3 separate regions of the Mus musculus genome follow, and regions 1 and 3 are each linked to region 2. The links are chromatin contacts, called in public HiChIP or PLAC-seq maps. All regions are on one chromosome and are shown on one strand. The core of a region is the stretch at or near the end of the contact, and the rest is flanking DNA. Distances in the headings are between cores, read along the strand shown.

Region 1 (3,978 bases), core at 1,065-3,564, 910 kb after region 2:
CTTAATCATCAGGGAAATGCAAATCAAAACAACCCTGAGATTCTATCTCACACCATTCAGAATGGCTAAGATCTCCCTTTTAATTTCTGATTTTGTTAATTTGGATACTGCCTCTGTACCCTCTGTTTAGTCTGGCTAAAGGTTTATCTATCTTGTTTATTTTCTCAAAGAACTGGCTCCTGGTTTGCTTGATTCTTTGTATAGTTCTTTTTGTTTCTAATTGGTTGACTTCAGCCCTGAGTTTGATTATTTCCTGTCATCAACTCCTCTTGTGTGCTTCTTTTGGTTCTAGAGCTTTCCAATGTGCTGTCATTCTGCTAGTGTATGCTTTCTCCAGTTTCTTTTAAGAGGCACTCAGAACTATGAGTTTTCCTCTTAGCACACTGCTTTCATTGGGTGCCATAAGTTGGGGTATGTTGTGGCTTCATTTTCCTTGAATTCTAAAAAGTCTTTAATATCTTTCTTTATTTCTTCCTTGACCATGTTATCATCGAGTAGAGTGTTCTTCAGCTTCCATGTGTATATAGGCTTTTTTATTGTTTTTGTTGTTATTGAAGGCCAGCCTTAGTCCGTGATGATCTGATAGGATTCATGGGATTACTTCAATCTTCTTGTATCTGTTGAGGCCTGTTTTGTGAGTGATTACATAGTCAATTTTGGAAAAGGTACCACAAGGTGCTGAGAAGAAGGTATTTCCTTTTGTTTTAGGATAAAATGTTCTATAGATATCTGTTAAATCCATTTGTTCATAACTTCTGTTAGTTTCACTGTGTTTCTGTTTAGTGTGTTTCCATGATCTGTACAATGATTAGAGTGGGGTATTGAAGTCTCTCAGTATTATTGTGTGAGGTGCAATGTGTGCTTTGAGCTTTAGTAAAGTTTCTTTTATGAATGCGAGTGCCCTTGCATTTGTAGCATAGGTGTTCAGAATTGAGAGTTCATCTTAGTAGATTTTTCCTTTCATGAAAATGAAGTGTCCTTCCTTATCTTTTTTGATAACTTTGGGTTGAAAGTCGATTTTACTTGATATGAGAATGGTTACTCCAGCTTGTTTCTTGGGAGCATTTGCTTGGAATTTTTTTTCAGCCTTTTACTCTCAGGAGGTGTCTGTCTTTGTCACTGAAGTGTGCTTCTGTGTGCAGAAAAATGCTGGGTCCTGTTTATGTATCCAGTCTGTTAGCCTGTGTCTTTGAGGTGAGTCCACTGATATTAAAAGATATTAAGGAAAAGTGATTGTTGCTTCCTGTTATTTTTGTTGTTAGAGGTGGAATTATGTTTATGTGGGTATCTTCTTTTTGGATTGTCTGCATCTTGATGGAATGCTGCTGCCACATGAGATCCAAGTAAAGTCTATGTTCCAAAAAAGAAAGAAAGAAACAAACAAACAAAAAGCAAAAATCTTGCTACTTTATTACCAGAAATGCCTGGGGGAGTGGAGGTTTTTGTTAAAGCAATTGTCACTGTTAAAGAGAAATCAAGTAGGGTTTGGGATGATGGCTCAGTGGGTAACATGTTTGCTCTGCAAGCACAAAAAAACCATAAATCCCCAGTCAAATCCCCAACATCAAGTAAAACCCAGACACAGAAGCATGCATCTATAACCTTACACCGGGGTTGTGGGAAAACTAATGGATACCCAGAACTCACCTACAAGCAAGTGAATAGTGAAAGATACTGCCTCAAAGGAAGTGGAGAGCAACAGAGGAAGACATCAACTGTTGATCTCTAGCCTCCACATACATGCACACATATAATATCACTCTCTCACACACACACACACACATACACACATACACACTCAAGTACTTTGTATGGGACAGTAGGAAGAAAGCTGGATGCTGTCTCAGGAATTAGCAAGTTCTTGCTCTTCACACACTGAAGAGGATTAAACTATTTTAAATGACTTTGTTTTGTGGGATGAGCTCTGACATGTCCTGCTTGCACAGAGCTGCCTGGGGAAGTTTTTCTTTGGGGCTCACTTCCTCAGCTTTTAGCTATTCAGGGACTCAAAGGTCACCACAGCCACAGCTCAAGTGGGCCTTCCTCCCTCTACTGCTGACTGGTATTGCACATGTGATGGGGGTTGGAGTTGTATAGGCTTCCACTGAGATTTCAATAGAAAGCTTTGTGAGGCCAGTGGGTGGAAGAATCCATGCCACTTCAAGAAGCCAGAATCCATGTAAAAGTGAAACATGTTCCACACTCCTCCAACTTGTGCTGCCTGGAAAAGCTGTAGACAAAGAGTAGATTTGGCCCCAAAGAGGGAGCCCAGATGAACCACAGCCAACCAGTTCCCAGGACTGGGACTGCCCAGGCCTGTTAGCACTTGAGTCCTGCTATCACATTCTCTGGATGCCAGACAAAGCTAATGGATTTAACCTTTGCCCTGTTGGTTTTTTTTTTTTTTTTCTCATACCAGTCTGATTCCTCCTTACAGTTTCCCATTCTCTCAGTTTGGAAGGGGAGTGTGCACTTGTGCTTGTGTATTGGAAGCATGTGCAATGTTGTTTTTGGTTTTCCACAGCTTCAAAAATAAGGGTGCCTAGGCTCTCAGAGTCGGCTATGTACTTTTGCACGTTGCTGGAACTGTTAAGGGTATGGGGGATTCACAAACTGGATTCATTTTGCAATATGTAAGGGACATCAGCATTTAGGAACCAGGGAAAGATTATTTATTGTTTTATATGTTAAATGATTTTTCTGAACTTAGATGCTGGAGTGTTTCTTTCCAAGGCAGTAATGTAGGAAGTCAGCAGAAAGATTAGGAGGCAGGGACTCATGGGGGTTGGGGGAGGGTAGTGAATGGGGCATGCTTGTGAGGGAGATTTTGTCACCCAGACCCTTCCACTCTGCATCCTTTCCTACAGTCTCCACAGAGTGAGAAGTGCTGCACACTAAGGGCTCACTGTCATAATGCACTGTCTCAAGACAGCTCCACAATAATATGAATGAGCAACAACAGATGGAACTTCTGAGGTTATAAACCAAAATAAACTTTTAGTTGCTTACTCTAGGGGTTTTTGTTGTTGTTGTTGTTGTTTGTTTGTTTGTTTGTTTGTTTATTTGAGACAGGGTTTCTCTGTGTAGCCCTGGCTGTCCTGGAACTCACACTGTAGACTAGACTGGCCTCGAACTCAGAAATCGGCCTGCCTCTGCCTTCCAAGTGCTGGGATTAAAGGTGTGCACCACCACTGTCTGGCTATTTTTTGTCACACTGCTAGAATCTGATAGATACAAAAACTGTCTCCACAGTGTGTGTGCATGCTGTAATGATCTTCTGAGGCCAGGAACGATGTGGGGTATAATGTCCTGCTTGAGTTGGCACAGACTTCTGGTTTCCCCGAGAGGCAGAGAATCTTCAGTTTTACATGGTCTCACTTATTAGTTGTTGATGTTAGGGGCTATGCTATAGGTATTTTGTTCAAGAAGTCTTTTTCCTGTATCAATGAGTTCAAGACTATCCCCCAATTTTTTCTTCTATCAGAGTCAGTGTATCTGGACTTACATTGATGTCTTTTGATCTGTTTGGACAAGAGTTTTGAGCAGGGTACTTAGTTTGGATCTATTTGCATTTTTGACATATAGCCATCATACATTTGAAGTTTACTACTACCGTATGTTGAAGATGCTATCTTTTTTCCAGTGTGTATTTCTGAATCCTTTGTGAAAAAGAAGGTCTCACAGGTGTGCAGACTTATATCTGGGTCATCAATTTGATTCCATTATTCAACATATCTGTGTTTGTGAGAACATTATACTGGTTTGTTGTTGTTGTTGTTGTTTTGTTTGTTTGTTTGTTTGTTTGTTTGTTTGTTTTTACTATAGCTCTGTAGTGCAATCTGAGATCAGGGAAGTTCCTACCACCAGTAGTTTACTATTATTATTATTATTATTATCATTATTATTATTATTATTATTATTATTCAGGATTGGTTTAGTTATGCTGGTGTGTGTGTGTGTGTGTGTGTGTGTGTGTGT
Region 2 (4,044 bases), core at 616-3,115:
GGGGGGGGGGCTTGGAAACTAATGTTAGGTACCAGACTGTTAGTTTGCCGAGTTCAAACTTAGGCTAGGTTCTCTAAAATGGAGCCTGAATTTAAAAGATTTAGCATCTCCCTCCCCACTTTCTCTTGTGACTAGAAGTCCCAACCATGGGACTTCCTGAAGCTTTATTAAAACAGTAACAGGGCTATATCTTTGTGGTGTCCTTGGAGCATGGGTAGGGGCCTATCAATGGGAGACAGGAAGGAGTCTTGAGGCTGAATTCTCCTCCTGCTGGCCAAGATCTTCTTCAACTGTAAATGGATGTGTGCCAGACCTACACTATAACTCTGTAGTACAGGGACCCTTTGAGCAAATCAATAGTGACCCCTGGCAGTGTCACTTGACTACAACCCAATCTCTGGGCTAAAGTTGATGGAGCTCTGGAGGTGATCCTGTTTTATGGAAAGCACAAAGTTTAAGCCAAACACATTTGTGTACCCATTGGACAACCTTGAGATCATATGACTTCTGTCAGTAGGTAAGTCAAACATAACTTTAAAGGGGTGAATCCCATCTGATATGGGGAATTTTGTTCTCTATAAAGGATGAAGGGGAAAATAGTCACCATCAGTCTCTAAGGTCAATTTATTTGAAATCTCTTTTAGGGTTTATCTTTTCTACCTATCCTGAACTCTGGGGTCTATGTGCACAATGAAGTTTCTAATCAATCTCTAAAATATTATCTAATCTCTAACTTACCTTGCACACAAATGTAGGTCCATTGTCTGGGCCTATATGCTTAGAAAACTATATCTTGGAAGATTTTTTTTAGTAGTTCCTTTGTTACTGTCTCCACAGTCTTATGCTTAGTTGGGAAAGTCTCAGTCTATCTTGAAAAGGTATCTTTAATATTAGCAAATATTTGTATCTGAATTTTCCTGGTTTTACCTCCATTAAGTCCATTTCCTGAGAGACTCTTGGCTTGGTACTCCTCCTGTATTGAGTACCAGGGTTCTTCTCACTAGCAACTGTATTGGTCAATTGACAAGCCTTATAGTTTTTAATAATTTTAGCTGTTCAAATTGGCATATATAATTCTGATGTGGGACTGGCAGACTAAGTCCTGCATTTTCTAGTATCACATGTATGAAGAACAATGGATCTTTTAAAGTATGTGTATATCCATTTTCTCTAGTATAATCAGTTTGTAGTCAGCTGTACTCCATCATCTCTTATGATACAAAGAGGTGGGCAGGCTTTTGACCTTGATCATGTCTTCTGTCTGGTCAGAGTATGGAATCTCCTGGGTCTAGGGCAATCAAGGATGTGAGGGGCCCAATTTTTCAGGGCACTCATTGGGCTGTCTTGTTGCCTTCTGGGATGGAGTTTAGTTCTTCCTTCTGCTGTCAGAAGGTCCCTCTCCTTATAAATAGCCTAAGGAATATGAGTGGTAGCAAAGGCACACTGGCTATGTGTGTCTCTTGCCTTTTCTCAGCTCCAGTGCCTTGGTCAGAGCTGCCAGTTCATCTTTCTGGGCTAACATTCCTGCCAGGAGTGGCTCTGCCCATATGATCTTGGTGTCTGAGACCACTGCTGCCCAGCATAACTCTGTTCATCCTGATTGAGGCTTTTGCCATTGGTAAACCATTTTACCTCTACATTCACCTTGTACTCAATATAGGAGTACCAAGCCAAGAGCAATTATGCAGAAGCCCATCACTCATGCTCAGGGTCAGGCAGCAGGGCAGCTGAAAAGTTATACTGCAGACATTCAAGAAGAGAGGCTGGTAATGAGTCATCATGGCATAATATTTAACCAGGAGGCCATTGCTGCACTGATGTGTAAACAGGGTGGGGGCCAGCTTCTGCCAATTGGTGACACATTGGCCATTAACTGATGCCAGAACCCTGAGTCTGAGTAGGCATCCCCCAGGCCTAGGGTGGTCACCTGTAGTTGACACAATAGGACCTTCTTAGCAGAGGCTCAATAGCCCAAAATTTTCATGGTATCTAAGAGGTCCTGTGATTTTGTTTTGTTTCTGTTGCCACTAGGAAGTCATTTATAAATGGATGAAGAGACTCTATCTTCAGGTTTTAGCAAGACAGAATGTTGAAGTTATTAATTATCAATAGAAACGCTAGTGGGGTTTCCTTTTACTTTTAGGGATTCACTGTGCTTGGGGAGGGGATACTTTTGATCTTTAAGGCCACCCTTACCTCCTTCTTTTGAAGCTATCTGTTTTAGGCATCTCTTACAGTCTTTTGGTTTGTCTGCCAACAGGATCTTTGCCAGGTCTGGAGTCTGTTGCTTCTGTCCTCTCATCTGCTTCTCCTCTGTAGTCTTTCTTCCATTAAATATTCTCTCTTCTATTATCATTAAATCCCTCAGACTTTTTCTTTAACTTCTTAATCCTCTGGAGCTTTTTCTTAATATCTGGTGCCACCTAATTAACAAAAGCTAGAACAATTTCTGCCTTTGTTTCTAATAATTTAAAGTTCATTGTGGTGTATTGTCGAAATGTCTCCATGACTTTCTCTAAAAGGGCTTTTACTGTCTAATATCATATACTATGGCCAAATTTGTGGGCCATCTTGTGGCTGCCTTGAGACCTGCCAACACAGTCTGATGACTTACCAAGAGCCTCTTTTTACCTTTAAAATCTTTACGGGGTTAAAACCTCTTTTTACCTTTAATGGTGTTAAAAAAAATCTCAATCTGGGCGAGTCAAGGGAAAGCAAGCATATTGGGAGAGGATTCCCTGTGGGACAAGGAACCAGCTTCTTGGCCTCTTCTGTGGTGAAGGGAACCTGTAGAATACAGTAGAGGTAACCTGTCTCATGTTAATATGTCTGTCTAAGTAAAAGTCACTTCTTTAAAGTCAACTTGTCAAAATCACCTGTAAAAGTCATTTTGTTAAAGCAATAAGCCCATCAAAGTCAAAATTACTTCATCAAAATAACCTCATCATCATCATTATGTAACGAGAAACACAAACATAATAAATAAAACCACAAATAAAACCTTTTTTTTTTTTTTGTCTATTGAGCAGAAACAAGAAATGATCAGAAAATGGTGCTCACATAAAAAGAACTCTTTATGCCACTGAAAACACAAATCTAACTTGCTCTCTCTATCAGGCAGAAATGAGAAATAATCAGAAAATGGTGCACACCCACAAGAAAAGGATCAGATTGGTGGGTGTCTCTTGACTCCCCCCAAGCCCACACCCACCCCAGACTGAGATTCAGGATGTCTCCTGACCCTGAGATAACCACAGCTCACAGATACGTCTATCCTAACTTCAACAAGCCAAAGAAACACATTCGAAGCCTTGAACTACAAAGGATGTGACATCGTTTAGAATCTGTGAACAGAAAAAAGGCACAACCAGAAGCAAAATTCAACCAAAAACAGAAAAAAATACAACCTGTAGTAACAAGAACAAACCAGAAGGTGGCACGCACAGACACATGAAAACTCTCAGTACAAATGTTTACTCAGACCTGGAAAAATCACCATGGCAACATAAGTCATTTATCTTTACACAAGTTTTCATTACACTCTGTAGATCTCACAGAAAGTTTTTAACATTTAGAGAAATTAGCCTCCACACAAATCATAAGTTTTTGTGCCACTGGACAAGTACTCACCTGCTTAGACCACATAGAAAACTTCTGACACTCAGACAGATTCCTCAGCAAGGTTCAAACCTAGACGAATTACCATGGCAACACAAAACACCAAGTTCCACAGAAATAAATCATCTCAGCATGTCTGGAAGGGTTCCACATTTACCTCTACACAAGCTTGCTTCTGTTCTGCTCTGCAGATCTCATACAGAAAGCTCAGACAAATTCAGAGTTCAGACAGGGAAAAAGCAGGAAGTAACACAGTTATTATAAACATAAACATACAAATACCTAGACTAGTTTTTGCTGGCTTTAAGATCCTCCAGATTGGTAGTCCTGTGTTTCATAGGGAAATTCCTTGCCAACACACCAAAATGTTGTAATGTTACTCAGACCTGGAAAAATCACCATGGCAACACAATTCATTTATCTTTA
Region 3 (4,083 bases), core at 1,246-3,745, 640 kb after region 2:
GGCAATGTTTCATATTTCTTTTCACCACAAACAATTACTTCTGCCAATATTTATTACACCATGGGCCCAGTTCTCCCAATCCTAGGTGTTATTCCTTCATTCTCCTGTCTTTGGCAGTATTTAAGTACAAAGACAAACCCATGCCCTTTCCCTATCCTATCCTCTTTCCTTCTTCAATTATTAAAGCTTCCAGGCATCTATTCACAAAGTTGTGTTTGTTTTATGCTGGACCCTATTACTTATTGCTACAATTAAAGTGGCTTCTTACAATTTTAATTAACATCTAGCTTTGCCTTTGACACAGATAGTTGCAATATCTGTTCCATAACTGTGCATGGTGGAGTGGGCCTGAAACTGGTTTCTTCTCTTCTCTTTCTTTCTTTCTTTCTTTCTTTCTTTCTTTCTTTCTTTCCTTCCTTCTTTCTTTCTTTGTTTCTTTCTTTCTTTCCCCCCTTCCTCCCTTCCTCCCGTCCTCCCTTCTTTCCTTCCTTCCTCCCTCCCTCTTTCTTTCTTTCTTTCTTTCTTTCTTTCTTTCGTTCTTTCGTTCTTTCATTCTTTCGTTCTTTCGTTTTGCATTTTCTATTAGATATTTTCTTATTTACATTTCTAATGTTATCCCCTTTGCTCATTTCCCCTCTGAATACCCCCTATCCCATCTCCCCTACCCTGCTCACTAACCCACCCACTCCTGCTTTCCTGACCTGGCATTCCCCTACACTGAGACATCGAGTCTTGACAGGACCAAGGGCCTCTCCTCTAATTGATGTCCCACAAGTCCATCCTCTGCCACATATGTAATTGGAGCCATGGGTACCTCCATGTGTACTCTTTGGTTTGTACCCAGGTTTAGTTCCTTGGAGCTCTGGGGGGTACTGGTTGGTTTATATTGTTGTTCCTCTTATGGGGCTGCAAAACCCTTCAGCTTCTTGAGTACATTCTCTAGCCCCTCCCTGTACTCAGTCCAATGGATGACTGTGAGCATTCACTTCTGTATTTGTCAGGCACTGGAAGAAACTCTCAGGAGACAGCTATATCAGGCTTCTGTCAGCAAGCACTTGGTGGCATCCACAATAGTGTCTGGGTTTGGTAACTATATATGGGATGGATCCCCAGATGGGGACAGTCTCTGGATGGCCTTTCCTTCAGTTTCTGCTCCACATTTTGTCTCTGTATATCCTCCCATGGGTATTTTGATTCCCCTTCTAAAAAGGGCTGCAGTATCTACATTTTGGTCTTCCTTCTACTTGAGCTTCATGTGGCCTGTGAATTGTATGTTCAGTATTCTGAACTTCTGGATTAATATCCACTTATCCGTGAGTGCATAATGTGTATGTTCTTTTGTGACTAGGTTACCTCACTCAGGATGATATTTTCTAGTTCCATCCATGTGCCTAAGAATTTCATGAATTCATTGTTTTTTAATAGCTGAATAGTACTCCTTTGTGTAAATGTAAGCCTCTGAATCAAAGCTTTGAACCTTATCAGGTAACTTCGAATATTATTATGTGTGCCTAGGGGCTGTGTGTTCTGCCTGTCGTGATCCCAACCAAACCAAAGGCATTTTGAATAGAAATTCCATTTTGAGATGGGGAATCAAAGTTTAAAATCACAAGACTTCCCTGGGTGACTGACCTCCTAGTTGGCAAGTTGAGACATGAATGCTGGACATGTTTCCCTACCATGGATGCATAAACAAAGAAATCGGAACAGGACAGTGTAAGTGTATCATAAATAAATGTTTCTTGGAAAGTCCCCTAACCCCTGAATCCTGATGGCTGGGAAATGCAAATGTAATTTGGCACACATCATTGTGGCTTTTTTGGGGTTTGCACTTAAAAACCACAGTTCAGCTCCTGAATCTCATCCGAGTCTCTGATCAATCAATAGTGTCTTGAGTACAAGTACAAGTAACTTCTTTTTTCTGCACTGACTTGGTGTATGAGTTGCATTGAATCAAAGTAACACCTCTTTCTCACCATTGCCTATAACAGCAAGTTCCCAAGATATACACAAGTCAAAATGTGGCTAGCAACCTTTGTAAAACACAAATGTGATCATATGTTTTTATATATATTTTAATAACCTATAGTAGTGTCCCTAGACTAAAAAAGGTAAGAGAAACGCCAGTATGAAACTAATTTCATGAGTCAATTTGGGTAGACCATCACACCCAGCCTATGAATCACAAGATTTGGTATTTGATCAAATGGCAGTGGAGATATAGCTGAATGCCTTCTGTCTTAGAATTTCTATTCCTAAACAAACATAATGACAAAGAAGCAAGTTGGGGAGGAAAGGATTTTTTAAGCTTAAACTTCCTCGTTGCTGTTCATCACCAAAGGAAGTCAGGACTGAAACTCAAGCAGGTCAGGCAGGTCCATGGAGGGAGATTACTTACAGTCTTTCTTTCCGTGGCTTGCTCTGTTTCCTTTCTTATAGAGCCCAAGACTACCAGCCAAGCAATGGCACCACTCACGATGGACTCTCACACCCTTGATGACTAATTGAGTAAATGCCTTACAGCTGGATTGTGGGGCAATGGACCATGCGTAGACAACCTGGTCTCCAGTCAAGCTGAGGTCTTGAAACCCAGTGGTACCGGGTGGTGGTAATTTCCACCTACATGGGACAGTAGGCATTCAATCATGTCTCCTGAACCCCTGGATCCTATAGAAGTCACCGCCCTCACAGCCCCCACCAGAGAGGCATGTGGCTATTAATCACATACACAATGTACCAAGCTTCTGGCCTTCTGGCTTGACTCCTCTCCACAGTTACCTAGCAACAGCAAGATCAAAGCCCACTATAAGAGGGGCTGTTTGGCCCCTCCTCACTCTCTAAGCTCTCTCTCTCTCTCTCTCTCTCTCTCTCTCTCTCTGTATACTTTTACCTCTCCCTCCCTCTCTCTCTCTCTCTCTCTCTCTCTCTCTCTAAGCCTTCACCTTTCTTACTCTCTAACTCTCTTTCTCTCTTTCCCTTCCTCCTTCTCTCCTCTTCGCCATGGCTGGACTCTCTCTTTCTTTTTATCATCTCTCTTTCCCCCTGCCTTTCTACAATAAACCTATAAATAAATAAATAAATAAATAAATAAATGTGATTTGACATTCTAGAAAAAGTGAAACTATGCAGTAAAAATATCAGTGGTTGGCAGGAGTTGTGAGTCTGGTGAGGGATTTCACAGCAATACACATATGGCTTTAGCATAGTTAATCTTGTTCTGTACAATGCCACAATGTTGTACACACATCTTCATACACTTGTTCAAACCTGTGCACAATTAGTAATATCAATGATTATTGAGACCCTAGACTGTCTCTGAAGGACTCTCGCCTGCGCAGAAACCACCCAATGCCCCCCTTCCCCCTGACCTCTCTTCCTTTCCCCTCCAGGGCCGAGTACCAACCTGGGTCCCCTATTCTCTTCTCAGCTCCTCTGCCATATCCAGCATGGGATGCCAGAGACTGAGAACCTGGTACCAGGGGCTGCCCCTTGTCCACCCCCTGCCATATGGGGTCAGTGGCTTCACACAGCCAGATGCCCATGCAGGGCCTCGTGGAAAGCATCCACCAGTTCTCCTGCATCTGCCTGCTCAGAGCACAGGAATTCTGGAGGGATGTGGGCACTCTCTCCTACTCCCCTCTTCCCCACACATCCACGGCCCCACACTGGATCTCAGGGAGTCATTTCTTCAAGGGCGCCTCCTTGCTCTGTGATAACCCCAGCTTGTGTCAAGTTGACACACAAAACCAGTCAGTACACTTTCAATTGAAAAGACCAAAATCTCACAACCACACTATGGACTGTTCGTCATGCCTGAAAACAAGATGCCAGATCATACAAAGATGTCAAAGAGCCTTTTGTGTCTGTTCCCGGATTAAAAAGAACATTCTATGCAATTCAAGTGATTTGACATTCTTGAAAAAGTGAAACTATGCAGTAAAAAGATCAGTGGTGGGCAGGAGTTGTGAGCCTGGTGAGGGATTTCACAGCAATACACATATGGCTTTAGCATAGTTAATCTTGTTCTGACAGTGCCACAATGTTGTACACACATCTTCATACACTTGTTCAAGCCTATGAACA

The links. HiChIP or PLAC-seq counts read pairs in DNA pulled down with a chosen protein or histone mark.
Region 1: a FOXA1 HiChIP or PLAC-seq map of pancreatic cancer cells shows a contact between it and region 2. The contact joins two enhancer-like sites. A contact is called at or near these places in 3 of 15 datasets of contacts at CTCF or cohesin (embryonic stem cells, large pre-B cells and pro-B cells), 4 of 484 Hi-C or Micro-C datasets (cerebral cortex, cortical neurons and embryonic stem cells) and 2 of 115 datasets of contacts at active chromatin or transcription factors (large pre-B cells and pancreatic cancer cells).
Region 3: a contact with region 2 is called in a FOXA1 HiChIP or PLAC-seq map of pancreatic cancer cells. The contact joins two enhancer-like sites. A contact is called at or near these places in 1 of 115 datasets of contacts at active chromatin or transcription factors (pancreatic cancer cells) and 2 of 9 other capture datasets (adipose tissue and liver).

The regions. Positions count from the first base shown.
Region 1 is chr13:32,911,282-32,915,259 of GRCm38.p6, reverse strand. It overlaps a transcript of Serpinb1c not described here. Among named protein-coding and RNA genes, the nearest start is that of Serpinb1c, 15 kb to the right of the region's middle. Within about 2 kb of position 2,314, at least 80 of the 459 cell types and tissues checked have an H3K27ac peak or open chromatin away from gene starts, as enhancers often do. A contact at or near this core is called in pancreatic cancer cells, where this site is marked.
Region 2 is chr13:33,821,357-33,825,400 of GRCm38.p6, reverse strand. No RefSeq gene overlaps it. Among named protein-coding and RNA genes, the nearest start is that of Serpinb6e, 20 kb to the left of the region's middle. Within about 2 kb of position 1,865, at least 7 of the 459 cell types and tissues checked have an H3K27ac peak or open chromatin away from gene starts, as enhancers often do. A contact at or near this core is called in pancreatic cancer cells, where this site is marked.
Region 3 is chr13:33,180,848-33,184,930 of GRCm38.p6, reverse strand. No RefSeq gene overlaps it. Among named protein-coding and RNA genes, the nearest start is that of Serpinb9d, 10 kb to the left of the region's middle. Within about 2 kb of position 2,495, at least 2 of the 459 cell types and tissues checked have an H3K27ac peak or open chromatin away from gene starts, as enhancers often do. A contact at or near this core is called in pancreatic cancer cells, where this site is marked.